Linked DNA regions of Mus musculus: region 1 is linked to region 2. The links are chromatin contacts, called in public Hi-C maps. All regions are on one chromosome and are shown on one strand. The core of a region is the stretch at or near the end of the contact, and the rest is flanking DNA. Distances in the headings are between cores, read along the strand shown. Region 1 holds the start of Lrrk2 (leucine-rich repeat kinase 2). Region 2 overlaps Kif21a (kinesin family member 21A).

Region 1 (3,521 bases), core at 486-2,985, 680 kb after region 2:
TCCTACAAGGGGACTTTGGAAACACGGTGTCACTTAGAATTTTCTTTTGAAGGGACATAAGTCTCAATTTCTGGCAAGGTTTTTGGTGTGTGTGTGTGTGTGTGTGTGTGTGTGTGTGTGTGTGTGTGTGTGTTTTAACAAGAAGTAAATAAAATACGGGGGAAAAAAGAAAAGAAAATCTGAGGTCCTCATGTCATGAAAGCGCATAGAAGAGGTAATATAGGTCTCATATATGTCATCAGCTGAGAGTTTTGTCATTATGGAAAATTACACACAGAGAGGAGCAATGCCCCAGGAATTCATCTCTTACCTTCCACAATTCCCAGTTCATTTCATGTCTAATTCTTCCCGTTTTGACCCCACCCTTCAATCGTGGGTTACTTGGAAGCAAATCCTAACTATTCTAGCCTTGCAAATATTAGCACTTTACTACCACGCAAAGGTGAAAACCCTTGGCAACAAGAAGCACTCAGTGAGTACCCAAGCTGATGGAAACTTGCTTTCTTGTTCTGCTGAAAGTGCAGAGTGTGGACAAACTTTCAGCCTGACCTTCAGTTGTGTCTTGGCTCTCAACCCGCCTCTCAAACCCCTCCACCTCTTACCCATCCCAAAGACATTTCCTCAGACAGGAAAGAACTCCTCATCCGTTTGTGAATTGTTATCAGAATGTTAACGAACTAGAAGCCAGGAAATAAATTAACTGCTCTAATTCTCCTTCGGGGTAAATAACCTTGAGGTTGGGTCATCTGAGACCATAGAACATCCAAGCCTTGACTACAGCACTGTACCAGAGACTTCTCTTCTTGAAAAACCTTACTACGTGAGCATTTTCTTTTGCTTTCTTCTTGGGATGCAACATCTTCTTCACAGGGATGCTTTAGCACTGTGCCTTGCAGATCTGTCCCCTTCTCCCCCGCCCCCTCCCCTTTCTTCTCCTGCTTCAACTCTTCATTTACCTCTTCTCCTTCCCCCTCCCCCTCTCCCCCTGCTCTCTCCCTCTCTCTTCTTCCTCTACTTCTTCCTCCCTCTCCTTTTCCCTTCCCTTTCTCCCCTCCCCCCATTCCTTCTTTCTAGGTAGGCTCTTATAGCCCAGGCTGGCCTTGAACTTGTATGAAGCAAGGATGGCCTCCGATTTCTTTGGTTCTTGTCTTCACCTCCCAGGTGCTGGAATTAGCAGTTGCCCCGGCTTTCAGAATACCCCTTTTAACTTTAGAGGCCCGGGCAGCAGTACTAATAACTAGTTCAGACCAAGAATGCCGTTTAAAGACTGTTTCTTCCAACCTTAGCTTCACTGACTCTGCTGTGAGTTCCATCCTTGAGAGCTGAATCAGAGCTCCCAGATCCTGCCTGCAAACTCAAAACAGAGAGAGGCCTTTTGGCAACCACAACCAGAGCTCAGGATAACCAACAAGCAAACAACTCCTAAAGCCCATGTAGCTGGCCGATTTTGATTGTTAAACGCTGCATTCTTTGGGGAGCAAATTACTCCTCTCCCTATAGGGGGAACTCTTAAAAGAAACCGCTTTCCTGAAAGGGGCCAACTGGGCGGTGTCCTCCTTTCCCAACGCCCCTTTGCTATTCTTAGTGGCGGGGTGGCGGCTTTCGCTTTTCCCCGGCGGAGTTCCCAGCGGCGCGATGCGGCTGGGCAGGCCGGGCTGAGACTGGGCAGGGGCGGTCGCCGTCACCGTCTGGGCGCGGCTGGGGACCGAGGGCTGGGCCTGCAGCGGAGGCGGCCGAGCAGCTCTGAGAGCAGGAGCCGTCCCAGCTCGCCGCAGTCCCCGCCGGCTGCACCATGGCCAGTGGCGCCTGTCAGGGCTGCGAAGAGGAAGAGGAGGAGGAGGCTCTGAAGAAGTTGATAGTCAGGCTGAATAATGTCCAGGAAGGCAAGCAGATCGAGACGTTGCTTCAGCTCCTGGAGGACATGCTGGTGTTCACCTACTCGGACCGCGGTAATGCCTGCAGCCCCTCCCTCCTCTGCAAACTTTATCCTGCACTTGAGTCTTAATCTTGGGCACCCCACTCCTTTCCTTCAGGGAGGAAGGAGCTGAGATCCCTGGAAGATTGAAAGGATGCCAGGATGCCGTGGTTTGTGACTTTGTTTTCATCCCCCATTTGCCCCCTTCTTTTCCAGCCTCCAAGTTATTTGAAGATAAAAATTTCCACGTGCCTCTGTTGATTGTCCTGGACTCCTACATGAGAGTTGCCAGTGTACAGCAGGTAAGCGGGCCTTCCCATCTGTTCCTGAAGACTGTTCTGTGATAGGCCTTATGTCCCGGGGTCTTGAGATTTGCTTTAAGAGGGGAAATCTTGTCAAATGTTGGCAGAGGAGAAGCACCTTTGACATTATCTGGGTGGTGGTAGCAGCAAAATGAAAACAGGGCTCTTATTGGCAAGGTGAGTCCGTTAACCTTTCAAACTATTCTAAGAATGCTCCTTAATATACAGCGAGTTTCTGGTAGAGCAGTGCAGTGAATATTTCCAGCAAGGGAGGGTAATTAAAAAAACAGTAATAAAACAGTCAAGTCTAGGGTCAGTTTGCTTTTATACTTTTAAATTAGAAGACACATTTCAAGGATTCTTCCTGCAGTGTATATCACCCAGTATCTAAAGAAAGTGATGTTTCCCGAATGCCCCCTCGCCTGCCGTGTTTACATTTCTACTTTGCGGCTGTTATCATACAAAGTGGATACAAAAGTAGAACTTCTGTCTGGATCTGTGTCACAGGAAGTCCAGAAGTAGGCTATGTAATTAACTGTGATTTTAAAGCAGACTCGGATAAGTAAGAATGGCTTTCAGTCAGGACAGAATTACTTCTGAAGGTGCTAACTTCCTTTAGAGGTTTGCGATCTGGGGAACTGAAATCAGTTTTGTCATCCAAATACTGAGAGTTATTTGTCGGGGAACTCTGGAGGCACGGGAAGAATAGAATACTCCTTCATAGTCATTCTAGAGACTAAACTTTTCTTAGTCTCCAAGTTCTCTCTCTCTCTCTCTCTCTCTCTCTCTCTCTCTCTCTCTCTCTCTCTCTCCTCCTCCTCCTCCTCCTCCTCTCCTGCCTCCTCCTCTTTCTCCCTCTGTTCCCACCCTGTCAAGTTCTCACAGTATAACCCAGACTACTTAGAACTTGCCATTTTCCTGCCTCTGGCTCCCCAGTGCTATAATTATAGGTATATGTCACCATACCTGGCTCTAATTTTCTTTTAGAAAAGCATACTTTTATCTGCAGTAAATATTTTTATTTTTCCAATTGTGAAACTTTCCTATCTGACTAGTCATTTTCAGGTTGTTATCAGACAAAAATCAAGAGGAAGATGGAGGTATGATAAAGATACTGTACTTTTTAGCACCAAGAGTCTGAATTTTACCCACGGAATATGAATCATTTTGAAGGTGCTTTCTGTTCTCCACCTACATCACCCTTCTTGCTTTATATTCAAAAGTGTCTAATTCTGGCTGCCTACACTGCCAAGACCTAGACTTGGTAGTCTCACGCCTGCTTGGTACCACTGGGAAAAACTGGA
Region 2 (3,499 bases), core at 782-3,281:
AGGGAAGGGAAGGGAAGGGAAGGGAAGGGAAGGGAAGGGAAGGGAAGGAAGGAAATTAGAAAATGTTCATTGGGCTCAAAAACAATTTTTACTTTGTTATGAAACTAGATTGATCCTGAAAAACATACGGAAAATACTAAAAACAGGTTTTAAAATATGCAACAAAGGAAGCCATATTGCATTCAAACATGCAATACATCTAAAGAGAAAGAAGACCATGCCAAGATTACATAAAAGGAAGAGATATTTTAAAACGCTGCTGGATTACACAGATCTTTTTCTAAGGCAAACTGATTTTAAACCTAAATTCAAAATTATTCAAAAGTCTTTTTTAAAAAATTGCAGTCCAAAAAGAGACGTAATTCCCAGATTGTTCATTGTGTGGCCTCTACTCAATAAACATGACTTTTAGACCACTAAAAGCATAATCAAGGAAATGTGCGGAGCGTGTTTAACTTGTTGAAATAGGCTATGAATGAATTCAAATGCCAAAAACCCAAAAGTTTCCATTTACACAGTCAATGGAGGAGAAAGAAGGGACTGTGTAGCAGAAGGAAATGTTTAGCCATGAAGTCCTCCAGTGCAAAGGGTTAGAGGGTAAGAGAGCACAGAATCCAACAGCTCGTCAGCAAACGCCCTGCATTTTATCCAACTGACATTTTCTGACAACTTTTCCAGCATAACAAAACAAGTTCCGACCTTAGACTTTGTGAGAAACTGTCAATAATATTTAAACGACTTTGTGGTAATTTAGAAGGTTTCATTTATTACCAACAAAATTCTTGTGGCCTCTCCTGTATGCAAATGAGAAGCTACACTACTGTAGAACAAGCATGTATTGCTGATTTCCTTTAAAACTTATACGGTGTTCAATAAATCACCAAACTTTCCCAACTTTAACTCGTCAATAAAATAGTAATATCAGCACTACCCAAAGAATATTATAAGTACTACCAGAATTATTATGTATAAAATGATTTACACATTTTAGGTATCTGTCACTTTTTTGCCCTATTCATTTGCTTTAAAATAAAAGCAGTTCTTATAAATCATCTTACAGATAACACCTTAAAAATTGTATGCAATCTAAACCTAGAACACGGATGAACACATACCTGTTACCCCCAAGGGAATCCTGCAAGAGTCTTGTCAGCTTAGAGTCTCTGTAAGGGACATGGGTGGCTCTCTTGCTCTTGTCCCCCAAGGCGCTGATTACATTCCCAAGAGCCAACTGACAGAGAAAAGGAGAGAGGGGAAAATCATATGCTTATTAACTAGAGCGCTTTTAACTAATAAGGACAGCCTGTAGGAAACAAGATAAAAATTAAGAACCCCGTGTTTGGATTTAATTCACATTTGTATTTCCAAATACAAGTAAGCTCAGTAACACATGTGTTACTCATAGCCCTTAGAGTCCAGAGATTTTCCCTTAAAACAGAAATGTTTAAAGACTGACTAAGTCTGACCATGCCTGGAGCTCAGGTTACATCTTCAGGGAACTACTCATTCGTATTATGAGTTTTTCTCAATTTAAATCAAACGTTTAGCAAGTCCCCAGCTCCTTGAAAGTTTCCTGCTATAATACAAATGGTCTATGTGGCTAATACTTCTCATAGCCACAAGGAAAATATTAGTGTCATTTCCCTGAGCAAGGATTCACTACACAAGTAATACTTTAGAAATATATATATATATATATATATATATATATATATATATATATATATGACATGATATGTGTTCAATATCCAACGTTATAAAAGGTAAATCATTAATATCTCTATAGCTATACTTTCCTGCCGTGAACGGGCTGGACTCCACGAGGAACGCATTCCCCACACTAATCATATCAGCTTTCAGTCACGAGACAACCAGAAACACGGACTGTCAGGGCCAAGTCACCATCCAGCAAGTGGCATGAGTCATACTGTATCTCGGCCTCTTTTTCCAGAATCTACGGAATTCAGTACTGGCCACACCAAAGTTCAACAGCCTCGACGGGAAATTGAGCAATGGATTTTGTCCCTTTCGGGACACGTGTCCTAATCCATCCGAGACAACATTCAAAGTGTAGGGCTCAGGCCTGACTACGAGGGAGCCTGTCCATGAGGGCCTTGATATTGGGAGATTAGGGTCTCTCTAATAAGCTTCACTGGACAGTTCCTAACAGAAATGTAATCATACTGGGATCAATGGGCACTGGTTAAAAACAAACAAACAAAACCCCTAAAGTTTGGAGGTCCCACTGCAGGACAAGAAGGGTCCAAGTAGAAGCATATGACCAGGTGTCACCATTACAGGAATTTAGCAGTGCTGTTCCTTACACGGGAACAGATGTCTAATACTATAATGAGGAGAGCAAGAAGGAAAGGCATGCAAAAGAGTGTTCTAAAATATTTTCTTGCACATAATGAAACCTTCTGCTAACTCAACCACAAGGCGTTTGCCTATCAAAATACCACTAGGTGGCAGAGCATTAAAGTTAATTCCTAATACAAACTATTTTGTAAAAAAAAAAAAAAAATGGATAAATCTCTGGACTCTGGACAAAATTCCAACAAAATAGATCAGACTCTGAGATACAAAGACATAATAAAAATAAACTGTTAAAAAGCTTTCCAATGATCCACACAGTCAATAAAACCAGTGTCACAAAATGTCAACCAAGGTGACCTTTGTGTCTTGTCCAAGGAAATACTTAACTTTAAGGGCTTGCTTTGAATGTATGTTTTCAAGTGTGGAAAGAAGTTTAAAAACATTGTTCCCATCTGTCAGCTTTTGCACATACTAGAAAGGTTGAGCGAGCCAAACTAAGACATAAGAAAGCCCGCGACGTGGGGGTGGGATAACAGACAGTGTGGTCAGAAGGTCAATGTATTACTGTTGCTTTAGCCTTCAAGACAGTGAGGATTTCCATGAGATATATTGTGAATACAGTAGAGAAAAGGAAGCTGGCCCTGATAATGTATGTCTATAACTCCAGGATGGCAAAGTCTGAGGCAGGAGAATCATTGTGAGGCGAGCCTGCACTACTTAATGATCACCAAACCAACCAAGCTAAACAGAGAGGGACAGCAGAGAGGGCACGTGTCTCTTGTGGTCTTACAAGCCCGCAGTTGATGGAAATGCCCTCTTTTGCTCTCTCGCCTGTAGCTCCGGTTCTCTTCAGTCTTTCCGATCCCGCCAGATCAACAAAGTGAAACTTCGCCGTCAGCGTCTCAAACTCATTCATTGGCGACGATTCGGAGATCAGCTTATTATCAGTTGCGTTCTCCTGGGATGGCGGAAGATAATCGAAGATTCCTCATTAATGTGACATCAAACACCCTGTAACCTTGTCCACATCTGCCCCCTTGCACAGCTGGAGAAACAGTGGCATAGCCATGCAAGCATAAATGAAAACATCAGAGAAAAAGTTTGGACAGCAATCTCCAGCTGTACTGAACTAAGGCTCTGCTGATGAAGGAAAATAGACAAAACAGCCCTAACCACAAAGAGC

The links. A called contact is a pair of places that touch in the nucleus more often than the background predicts.
Region 1: a Hi-C map of embryonic fibroblasts shows a contact between it and region 2, with 4 times the contacts expected there. The contact joins the promoter of Lrrk2 here to the enhancer-like site in region 2. A contact is called at or near these places in 4 of 39 promoter capture datasets (the 3T3-L1 cell line, 3T3-L1-derived adipocytes, frontonasal cranial neural crest and 1 more), 1 of 484 Hi-C or Micro-C datasets (embryonic fibroblasts) and 1 of 9 other capture datasets (embryonic stem cells).

What each region holds. Positions count from the first base shown.
Region 1 is chr15:91,671,489-91,675,009 of GRCm38.p6, forward strand. It overlaps Lrrk2 (leucine-rich repeat kinase 2), which reads left to right and starts at 1,736. Exons shown (of 51, transcript NM_025730.3): 1 at 1,736-1,949; 2 at 2,132-2,217. The coding sequence starts at 1,793.
Region 2 is chr15:90,990,595-90,994,093 of GRCm38.p6, forward strand. It overlaps Kif21a (kinesin family member 21A), which reads right to left. Exons shown (of 37, transcript NM_001109040.2): 6 at 3,107-3,274; 7 at 1,116-1,231. Among named protein-coding and RNA genes, the nearest start is that of Gm52216, 36 kb to the right of the region's middle. Within about 2 kb of position 2,032, at least 60 of the 459 cell types and tissues checked have an H3K27ac peak or open chromatin away from gene starts, as enhancers often do. A contact at or near this core is called in embryonic fibroblasts, where this site is marked.